Linked DNA regions of Mus musculus: regions 1 and 3 are each linked to region 2. A link is a contact called in public promoter capture Hi-C data. All regions are on one chromosome and are shown on one strand. Each heading gives the region's core, a stretch centred on a gene start, on an enhancer-like site or on the middle of the called end of the contact. The rest is flanking DNA. Distances are from core to core; before and after follow the strand shown. Region 1 holds the start of Lrrc49 (leucine rich repeat containing 49). Region 2 holds the start of Cln6 (ceroid-lipofuscinosis, neuronal 6). Region 3 holds the start of Ints14 (integrator complex subunit 14).

What was found. Promoter capture Hi-C pulls out the DNA fragments that hold promoters and counts their contacts.
Region 1: a contact with region 2 is called in a promoter capture Hi-C map of pre-B cells, with 2.1 times the contacts expected there. The contact joins the promoter of Lrrc49 here to the promoter of Cln6 in region 2. A contact is called at or near these places in 1 of 39 promoter capture datasets (pre-B cells) and 1 of 115 datasets of contacts at active chromatin or transcription factors (astrocytes).
Region 3: a contact with region 2 is called in a promoter capture Hi-C map of liver, with 2.6 times the contacts expected there. The contact joins the promoter of Ints14 here to the promoter of Cln6 in region 2. A contact is called at or near these places in 2 of 39 promoter capture datasets (liver and pre-B cells).

The regions. Positions count from the first base shown.
Region 1 is chr9:60,686,203-60,689,994 of GRCm38.p6, reverse strand. It overlaps Lrrc49 (leucine rich repeat containing 49), which reads left to right and starts at 1,861. Exons shown (of 17, transcript NM_145616.4): 1 at 1,861-2,183; 2 at 2,800-2,856. The coding sequence starts at 2,136.
Region 2 is chr9:62,837,200-62,841,018 of GRCm38.p6, reverse strand. Cln6 (ceroid-lipofuscinosis, neuronal 6) reads right to left here and starts at 2,234. Exons shown (of 7, transcript NM_001033175.3): 1 at 2,065-2,234. The coding sequence starts at 2,138.
Region 3 is chr9:64,959,440-64,962,871 of GRCm38.p6, reverse strand. Ints14 (integrator complex subunit 14) reads right to left here and starts at 2,040. Exons shown (of 13, transcript NM_001077631.2): 1 at 1,934-2,040; 2 at 874-1,178.

The DNA of each region.
Region 1 (3,792 bases), core at 612-3,111, 2.2 Mb after region 2:
TGATGACGACCATTTAAGTTGGTTATAGATCTAGTCAAACGGACAGACAGATCAGCTGTCACAGTTGGCCTGCTGAGAGCACTGCATCAAAGATTGTATCAGATAGATAATTGCTTCAGCTGCAACAAGCATGAACTAACGCCCGCATTCTCATGCAGCTCCACACTGCTGACTTGGCTGCCCAGTTCTTCCCCCAAGCTTCAGCTCAGCACCACATCTGTGTCCCTGCGAGCTTCCCTGTTTTTAGCATTCAAGACATTGCCTGAAAATGAGTTAGTGAAGAGAGGACAGGCTGAACACAGGCTTCAGAAGCAAAATACATGGGCCAAGGGTTGACTGTGATGACAATCAATGCTTAATTAATATGGTAAGTATTGTGCCTCAGACATTACTCCAAGTAACTAACTCTCTACAGCTCTGGAAAGGCTTTGGCTGAGATGCGATAACATCTTTCTATTACAGATGAGGAACCTGGGCATAGGAAGCATGCTTAATTATTGGCAGAACCATAACTGAAACCCATGAGTTGGCCACCAAGTTTATTCTTGTAACCACCATGATTTCATACCTTAGCTAACCTCCACACCCCACCCCCACACATAAAGATAAATATTTTAAAAAACATAATATGTAAGTCAGGGATCAGGAGAAACTATATTTGAGCTTATTGCTTTAAAAAAGGGACAGAACTTTATTGATGGTGCCAGAAAATGGGAAAAGGAATAACTATGGTTACTGCCGGGAACAGGTGAGCAGTCTCAAAAGAGAGGAATGCTGAGGAACCAAAAGATCAGCATTATGTCTATGAACTCTTCAGGACAGTGGTATTAATAGGATGGTAGGGAAAGGAGAAAAATCATGCAAGGATGTGTAAGTTGTGTTCATAATTTTGATCCAAAAATTATATGTTTACATTCCAAATGATGATAGAATATCACTAAAGGAAGGGTCTTAGGCATCCACCCAGATGTGGGAAGCAGGTTAGTATTACAGAAAGAATATTGTTCTGGTGACTGGAGGTATAATAAGAATTCCAGGCCATTGAAGAAGTTAATTTTTGGATGTGTCTCCTCACATAAAATGGATAGGTTTGGACTAGTTGAGAAATAAGGTTGCCTTCAGCCCTGTCATTCTATACAAGTCTCACAATTCAAAGTCAAAATGTCAGTTACAGACCACTTAACTTCTTGGCAACCTTTTCTCAGATTTAGAACTAAACATTCCTTCTGCACTGTCATAGAGCCACTGTTTAATCCACATAATGGTCATAGGGTGGAAGCTGGATTGTCCCAAAGAGGGCTTGGAAGTTTTTAAGAGAGCAAGTAGTGATAATTCGATGCAAGGAATATGTAATCAGTATTTGGGGGTGGGGTGGGGGCAGAAAGGTATGCAGTGAGGAGATGACTGGAAGTTTGTTTAGCTCGCCAGGAACATGAACTTGAAGGCAGCCAGTATCAGTCAAAAGAAGCTTAGGGAAGGGAAGGGGTTATTAGCAAGACTTGTCTTCAGTAGTAGCTTCACAGCTTTAGTCTTTTTTTTTTTTTTTTTTTGGACAGATCGATTGTCTGGCGCACTCCGTTCCTCTGCCCGCAGGGGCCTCAGGAAAGCTGGCTTCCCTTCACTATCTCCAGGTCGGATTGTATCCTTCCTTGTCTCGGCTTAGTGGAAGGGCCAAATTAAATGGGAAGGTTATGAGCACCTTCCTCCAGCTCTTCCCTGCGATCTTGCCAGGAAAACAGGCAGCAGCAGGCAGAGGGAATCAAACTTCCCGCGGGCAGTGTTGAGGCGGGTCCTAAAGAGGAAAGGACCGGAAGTCATGGTTGCCATAGCCACCGATGTGTCCTCCCTCTTCCTCGTCTTATCCTCCTCCGGATCCTCCCGCTGTTTTCAAGCGGCCTGGAAAAAAAAAAAAAATCCAGAACGAGGAAGTGCTGACGCACGGGGCCCCACAGATACTCCCCGAGGCTAGCCGCCCGGACGGCCCAAAGATCTAGGGCGAGGACCAGACCGGAAATGGTGGTTTCTATGGTAACCCCTGAGCGGGTTGCCTGGGAGATGACCCCTTTTGGTCTCTTTGAATCTTAGCTGTAGGATTACCTCGAAGGAGGATTGAACATCCTGGACTGTCTCCTGCCATGATTCCCGGAAAATATCGCTCCGTTTCTGGCCGAGCTGCAAATAACGTGAGTTGGGCCTTCCTGATTTTTCTTCCTTTCCGATAGTAGTCTTGTCCTCTCTGACTGGCGTCTTTGTCCTAGGTGATGGGCTGTATTACTGGGATCGGGGCGACTGAAGCTATTGTCTCATTGAGGCTAGGGTTTCCTGGGCTAGTCCAAAGCACTCTGAGAGTTTTTGAATATTGTATGATGGGTGTTTAAAATCTTGCCCAGGGCCCGAGCTCCCCAGAAGGTGGAGCTGGTTTGCTAGGCAAACACTGGGATTCCTTTAGTTATCCCCCACCCACTTCTTCCTTTTTTTCTATTGAGAAAGGAACCTGTTCTTAGACACTCCCACCTCCTTTATTCAAGCACTGACATCCTGACTGGCAACAGAAATGTCGGGGCTCCAAAGCCTGAGGTACAAGGTGGGTGAAATCCGTGCCTCCGACATTTTGAAAAATAAATTAATGAAAGCATTTGACTTGATTTTACTTGATTCCTAGACTTCAGAAAATGCTCATTTACCAGAAAAGGCAAAGAAAGATGGAATATTTGACTGTGTTCCATTTCTTATAATGTGTTTATACTATGGTGTGTATGCATTAAGAAATCATTTTATAATTTAACTTTTACATTTCAGGTGAACTGTGGACTTCATCTGGTTATTCAAACGTCGTCACTTTCTGACAAAAACAAAGTAAGATTTAAGCAGATTTGTATTTAAGTTGAAAATAAATGGTCAGATATTGTACACAAATACTTGTATATTTTATATATAGATTCTGACCTCGGGGCTGAGGGTCTCTTATTTTGGTTTTCAATGTAAAGCTGACTTTATTTTCTGTCTACTTTCATAAAGCCAAATCATCCCTCTTGTATCAATTTAGGTCATTCCATTACAAGAGCCCCTCCCCTTACATTTAAACATTTCTGGTGAAGGTATTTCTTAAAAGTGGTTGTATGGCATAATTTAATTAAGAAATGCTTTCTTCCTTAGACATAGGTAAAATGATGGTATCATTCTAATGGTAGCATCTCTGGAAGGATAAAATGGGACATTTTAGGAGGATTTCACTTTGTGATTCATTTTAAATCAGAAGAAAAACTAGCTTAGCAGAGGAAATGTTAGTGTTTTAATAACGTATTGAGTGTTAGATTCTTATTTTGTGTGTGTGTGTGTGTGTGTGTGTGTGTGTGTGTCTGTGCATCCGTCTCTGTGTCTCTCTGGAGGCCAGAGGAAGTTGTCAGATGCTCTGGAGGTGGTGTTACAGGCAGTTGTGACACCTGTCATGGGTACTAGGAACCCAACTCAGGTCCCATGGAAGAGCAGCAGTGGTCCTAACCACTGAACCCTCTTTCTACACCCAGACCATTTACTTGTAATATCTTGGTAATTTCCAAAGTCTCTGGCTTTTCATTTGGTTTTTGAGATACATTTTTTTTCTTTCTTTCCTGCCTCACTCACCTCAGCACTCACGCATGCCCACTCCCCTATGCTAGCCGTACACAATACACTTCTCCCCTTAAATAATGTGTATGCTCTCAACCGTCACAGTTCATTTGTTCCCTAAAACATTGTGAAGTGGACATCACTGGAAGGACTCTGTAGTATAAAGGCCGGAGTTTACAGACA
Region 2 (3,819 bases), core at 985-3,484:
TGAGGAACCTCAAGCTTGTCCCAAGTTCTGACTCCAAACTTCCCAGGCTGAGCCCCCTCCCCCCAGGCCACGTTGGTTCTAGGCCCCCATCAGGAGCGACAGACTGAATGGAGGAGGATATCGGCTTGGCGAAAGCCAATGCCAGTCCAGGTAACCTGAGGCAAGCCCAGCCTTTGCTCCTGCTCCCCTCCTCAGCTTCCCAAGTCTACCACGGGGCGGGGGGCACTGACACCTCGACAGCTGGGAAGCCAGGACCAGGCAGCAGCATCTGCAAGCCTGGGGGGCAGAAAGGCAAAGGGCTTGTCTAGAGAGTTGTGTACGGGGAGTAGAGAGAAGGGCTCCGGACATTTCAACAAAAATGAAGACGTGCAGACAAACAATGAGGAAAAAAAGAAAAGGTCCCAGAGACGGCTGTGGTGGCACTCACCTTATAGCACTCAGGAGGCAGAGGCAGGTGGATCTCCAAGTTTGAGGCCAGCCTGGTTCTACAGATGGAGTTCCAGGACAGCCAGGACTATGTAATAGAGTCCCTGTCTAAACACAAAAAGCAAAGACAGCTTAAATAATGTAAACACTGTAGCGTCGATGGACAGATAACAGGTAGAACAACCGTGACAGCCACAAATATGGAAGATGGTTTTGATCCCCTTAGTGCCGGGGGCAGCTTGTGGAATGTCTGCTGAACTTGTAGAAGGTTTTTGGGCGTTTTACAGCCTGAGCCTCAGTCTGGTCAGGCACCTCCTTACTGCACACTGGACCACTTCCTTATCAGTCAGAGATGATGACCTAATACTTAGAGTATAGGGACCCTCAAGTGACAAGAAGCTGCTCAATAATGTGCCTAAGGGCAAATCTGCCCTGATGACGTGTATATACAAACTAAGATGGCTACCCTGTGACTACGCCACGGAGAGCTCATAGGATGACCACCAGGTAGAAATGTTACCAGAGGCAGCACAGCACATGCTCAGAGAATTGCTCCCCAGTCGGAACTATGAAAAGGCTGCCCTCAACCCAGTCTCCCAGAACTTCCCCCACCATTCCAAACAGTGCCAGGGACTTCCTAAAATTCACCTGGTGCACATGAGTGCTCAAATCTCTCCACGGCTCTTTGGTACCTGTGGCATATGGAATATACATTTTTACCAGGTCACTCAGGTGAGGAAGGTAAGGGGTCTTTCCTGCTCAAAGTGAACAGCCTCCCCACCCAGAGTAGGTGCCTCCTCCAACTTCAGACTCTAGGGCCTTCTCGGCCAACTCTGGGACATTCAGGGCACTTTAAAGTTGGTCCAGCCCCTGTCGTTGATTTTCTCTTACACGTGTGACATGTCCAACACTAGTATGTATAGTCCTTGTGTTTCCTCACATCCTTCCACTGTCTACCATGTCCAGTTTCTGTGGCCTGGGAAGAACCACGACTTCCTGCATGCTATGCAGTCACTACCAACTGGATTACATCCCCCTAGAAACCTGCCTCTGCCTCCTGAGTGATGGGGTTAAAAGCATTGCCACCATGCCCGGCAGTAAGTGTCTGTCCTCTGCAGAGTCTTGTACTGTTCAACTCCAGAAAGCCCTCCAGAATTAGCTGTCACCTGCTTTGGCTCAGACTTTCCTGTTTGCCATCTGGCACAACGCTAGGCACATGACAGGTGTTTAATCAATACATGTGACAGGCGGGAATGCTTTGGTCAGTGGAGCGGATGGAGGCAGACTGGAGGAAAAGATGAAAGGGCGGGTTTTGCGCCTCTGGCTCTGCCCTGTCGAGCCAGATAAACCCCAAACATCTCCCCTCTGAGGGAAGGGGTCTCTCATTCAGGATGGGAGAGTCACGCTGTCCCCGGTTAACGGCCCACTTTCCCTGGGCCCTGAGCCACCGGATTCAGAGCAGAGTCACAGTCTTGCCCAGAGCAGGAGGTTCCTAAAAACTTGGAAGTGGCACAGGGACTCAGCCAGGCTGGCCGGGGTGGCCCCCGAGTAGCCTATCCCTGCGGTTTCCTTAACCCTGGCGAGGTCTCTCAAACTCTGGGGCCCCTCGCGGCCTCCCTGTCCCCGCTCCGCGCGCACCTGGCCTGCACGAACGCGACACCGGGGCCGCCCGCCGCTCCGAGGAGCTGCCGCCTCCGCGTCGCCGCCTCCATGGCCGCCACGCTCGGCCTCGCCTTCCGGGAGGAGAGACGGCTGCGCGGGCCGCGCGGAGCCTCGGCGCCCAACGCGGGGAAGGCTGGGCGGGAGAGAGGGAAGCGAGCGCGGGGCCCCAGGGCGGGCGGGAGGGGAGGGGAGGAGCTGGAGGCTGGAGGGGAGGAGGGAGGAGAGAAGCTGGAGGAAAGAGCAGGGGGAGAACTGGTGAAGGGAGGAGGATAGGGAGGGGCTTGGGGCAAGACCGGAGAGGAGGATGGAGTGTGGGGAGGAGGGAGGAGGAATGAGAGAGCGGAGGTGGAGGGAGACAGCTGGAGGGCGTGTTTTGTTTGAGAAGGAGGGGCCTAACTTATGTCCCAGAGGTCTTGGGTCTTAGTTGAATCTGCACTCCAGTGGGGAAGCCTGGCGTCTTGTTTGTTTGTTTGTTTGCTTGCTTTTGTTTTTTTCCTGGGTTCTCTGCATTTCTGCAGGAAGGAAGCCTTGCCTAGCCGGGCTTGAGGGTACTGGACGAAGGTGAACCGGGGACCTGGAATGACCAAGCTGTGAGGTCATCAGAAGACCCGGGGTCTTTGAGCCCTCCTTCCTCAGATTAAAGACTGCTCGATAAACTATCCACTGTGCTTTGATAGGTGAAGAGAATAGTGAATTCTCTCCTAGTTGGAGGACAACGAGGTGGTCCAGAATCCAGTCCTGGCGTTGGGGAAAGACACACACCCCTTCCTCATTCAATTGTGTTAAGAACCTCGTAAGTTCTGTGCAGGAACCTATGAGCCCTGTTCAGAAGCGCTTCTGTTCGTAGCTTCTGGTAATGGTGGAGGAAGTTCTGAGGGTTGTGTAGCCATAGAGGCAGTAAGGCCAAACAGGCATCACAGGAAGGATAGCTGACAGAGAAGTATGAACTGGAGACAGGAAAGAGCTCCAGGCAGAGGGAACGGCCAGAATTCCCCACACACCCACCCCTCCTCCTCCCACACCCTGTCCAGAGACTAGCTGGTATGGAGGAGTGGAAAGTTGTGTGAGAACCACGCTGCTCAGGGGAGTGAGAGACTGGCTGAGATGGGGGAGAGAGGGGTTTAGATTGGAGCCCCCAATCCCTGAGAACCTCAGGAAGGGCCCTGGCAAGAGACTGGCATATGTGTGCATTTCAGGCACAGCCCAGAGGCAGAACCAGAGATGGAGGAGGTGCAGCCTGTCGGGTACCAAGTTCTAATGAGGGTCCTGGACTGTATCAGTAAAGGGGGGTTGGGGGTGAGACATGCCCAGTGGTGTGGGAGCTATCTTCTTCGGATGCATGGCTGTAAGGGGAGAGGAGTTTAGATGTGACCAGGCGCTGCATCTAAGTGGGTGGAGCAAGCACAGGTAAATGAGACGTCATCTTTGGACCCACGAAGCTTTGGTTGGGTCAGGATGCTGTTGGACCCATGGGTGTGAAGCTCAGACGCCATGTCGGTCGGTAGGAGCCTGGCAGATAGATTGAGCCGCAGGAACATAGATGGCATCCAGAACCCAAGGAGACAATGTCCCAATGAGAAAAGAGAACAGAAGCCAAACATGAGAAGTATCTGCAAGGCACACTGTCTGGGGACCAGTGTCACAGAGGTCAGATAAATTGCTCGGCCTCTCCCAGACTCAGTTTACTCATCTGTAACAAAGGGTGAGCTATTTCATCTATAGCTTTGAGAA
Region 3 (3,432 bases), core at 791-3,290, 2.1 Mb before region 2:
TATGTATCTGTGTGAGCGCCTGCCATACATGAGCAGGTGCCCTCAGAGGCCAGAAGAGGGTGTTAGAGTCCCTAGAGTTGGACAGGTGGTTGTGAGCTGCCTAATGTGGGTGCTGGGAACTCAACTCAGGGTCTCCAGAAGTGCTCTTAACCACGGAACCACTCCAGCCCCTAAGGAAAAATTAAATATGTATCCCTCTCTCTGTCTCATTAAACAATGTGTTAAACATATTCACTCTTCTGGGAGATGACATGACCTCACCACCCCCGACACCCCCCACCCCCAAGCATTACTGCCCTGTTTTGCTACATACTAGCATTTTCCTAGGTCCATGCTGCCTAGGAAAAGTGAGTTCAGAACTGTATTAAATGAGGTCACTAAGGGCAAGGATCACAATAAGAGTTTGCTTCATATTGGGCAGTGGTGGCGCACACTTTTAATCCCAGCACTCGGGAGGCAGAGGCAGGCGGATTTCTGAGATCGAGGCCAGCCTGGTCTACAGGGTGAGTTCCAGGACAGTCAGGGCTACACAGAGAAACCCTGTCCCGAAAAACCAAAAAAAAAATAAAAAAATAATAAAATTTTAAAAAGACTTTGCTTCCTAATGTCTACTCAGGTTTACATCTGGCACACAGCAGGTGCTCATCAAAATCTCAACATAACCAATGAACTACCCCTAATACAACATACATTAATTCATTAGGAAAATACATTGTAAATTTTAACTCTGTACACAAAAATACACTTTCTTATTTAAGCAGAGCCACCAGGGAGTCCTGCACTTCTGCTCAGGTGCAGTTTATCCAGCTCTTGTGGGTCACATTTATGCACGGAAGCCTTTATGGTTTTTAAAGCTGATGATCACGCCCTCACCTCTTAAGAGATTGAGAAACAGTTTTCTGGATCAAGTACCAACAAGCACTTCCAGTCCATGAAATTGCTGCTAGCACTGCAATGGGTGACCGCAGCTGTCAGTCTGGCCTTCTCTGAAGACACCTGAGAAGCTGGCTCTTTCTCCTGACTGATGCATTTGTGTCAGGGCCCGAGTGCACTTCCTCAGCCGTGGCCGACTTGTGGCAATCCAATTTTGTTTTTGGGTTGTAAGCACTGGGATAAACGAAAGAATGGAACGTCCCTGAAGGCTGTTTCACTCAAGCAGTCTGGGCTTAGCCACAAAACTGAAAAATAAAAGATCTCTCATTAGTAGATAACACGATGTATTTCTCACTTGGGCTGACTCTGATCAAATTTCCCCACACCGCCCTCAGCCTTTCCAATTGGTACCATTTTACAATGTTTCAGATAACCAAGGGTTTTCTTTCTCCTGGACAGTCTACTCCTGATGATACATCCTCGCCACATGACTGCTCTAAAAGCCATCAATTACATTTATAGTTCTACTCTGAAGGGGATCATTAGCCCATTCATAGCAATTTGACGCTCAGGAATCTCTCAAAGCTCCACTTCAGTTTCTAAGTGCATACACGTCGGCTTTTCTGTCGCTCTGGCTTGCCCTACGAATTCCTCTAAATTCTCAGATGATTAATATCTGAATGGGTAGCCTGAAGTGCAGCAGAGTTCACTTAAGACTGCAACTGAAGAATAGACCTTTACCTTTAAAACGAGCCCAAAACATTTGTTGTATGGAACTCTCGGGGAAAGAGGGGACGGAAGTCTCAGGGTCCAGGGACGGAAGACTCTCAGGGGAGGAAGAAACACGGCCCCAAGCGCGGAATCCTGCTGCTTACAAGACCCGGGCCACACAGAGGGCAGGCCTGTCGCAGGCCCTGGAGCCAGCGCCCCTGAGACCGCCACCCTACGCGGGCCTCAGAGAAGGTCCGCCGCCCGCCCTGTGTTGTTCCTTCCACTCCTTCCCCTGTAACCCCAACCGCCATCGAAACACAGCCCTCAACAGGCACATTCCCTGACTTACCCGGAGCCCATCTCCAGCCTCTGTCCGTCCGCTTAAACCTTCCGTCCGCGCGCCATAGCCGGAACTTAAGGGCCGTGCGACATAAGGGAACCCGGAGGCAGCGAATAGCGTGGGCTGGGCGGGGCTTCCAGCCCACGGGCGCTGGGTTGTGGCTCTCCCGGGACGCTAGGGGGTGCTCCTCCTCTGTCTCTTGCCCACGGAGCCCCAATTTCCTCCCAGGCTGAGCCCTGCGGGGGGTTTCTGGCCCTTCCCCCTTTGTCTTACCCCATTCTGGGTGCCTCCCTCCATTTATCTCTGCTTTGCCTTTTTATTAACCTGTAGACCCCTGGCCAGTGTCTAACATTTCTGTCATTGCTTTTCTTCTTCAGAATTCTCAGTCACACCGACAGAACAGTAGGATGCTCTTCCTACTCTTAAAAAACTGTAATCCCCGGCTGAGTGCTCAGACTGTAAGCACCTGGCTGCCCTGAGTCTAAGTTGCATTGAGATCTTAGTACCACGTTATTTCCCTACCCTGACTTTGAGACCGGCAGAAGCGTGACTCAGTTATTGCTTTTGTGCCTGAGATGTGCTGAAGGTTTTGCTTTTAGGATTCCATGTAAGGCTTTGAGGGTCCCTGCCTGCTTCTCTCCACCAGGTGTCCCTAGCATAGCATATGCCTCAGGGAGTTCCTGGGCGGGGATGAGAGGGTGAGGTGGGCAAAAGGTGACTTGCTAACCCTGTGGGCTGTAGGGGCCTGGAGAATGTCAGTTAGTAGTAGGCCTCAACGGATGCTAACAGAACGCTGGGTAGTTATGGTTCAAAGACCAATACTTCACAACAGCAATTACAAGTGAGAACACAGAGCTCCCTGTAAAGTCTTAGGCATATGGCTTTCTTTAAGCTTATGGGTTGCAAGCGGGATAAGGAAGGGAAACTCTTAGAACTGACTTACCACAACTTGCTCCGTGGGAAAGTGTTTGTTGTTCTTTAATGTTTCCTCTTTCTATTAGAGGTGGCAGAGAAAGCCAACACTAGACTCTGGGGAACCAATATCAAGGCCGCATGGCCTGTAGACTTAGCTTTTGTTTGCTGCAGGACATCTTTCTCCAACCAGGCTAGTTTCAATATTTCAAAAGACCTTGCTATGTTTGAACAGTTATGGGGCTCTAGGTAAGTAAGAATATATAGCCTGATTACTTAGCCGTAATGGGAGAGATCTGGCCAAGACTATGCAGACAGAGGAGTTATCTGTCTAGTTGCTCTATTGTGGTGATGATTCAGCCATGGATTGCTGTTCTAGGCCAGCTTAGATACATGGTCTGGTTTATGACCTTAAAGACTAAACTTAAGTTAATTAGTTTGCTCATTTTTAATGATCTGATAGGTGTTCAGATTTGTTGTCGTCGTCCTCGTTCTGCTGAACAGCTGGCTTTTCGGTGACGTAGAAAGGAATAAGTCTTTTTTTTTTTTTTTTTCTTTTTTGGTTTGGTTTTTTGAGACAGGATTTCTCTGTGTAG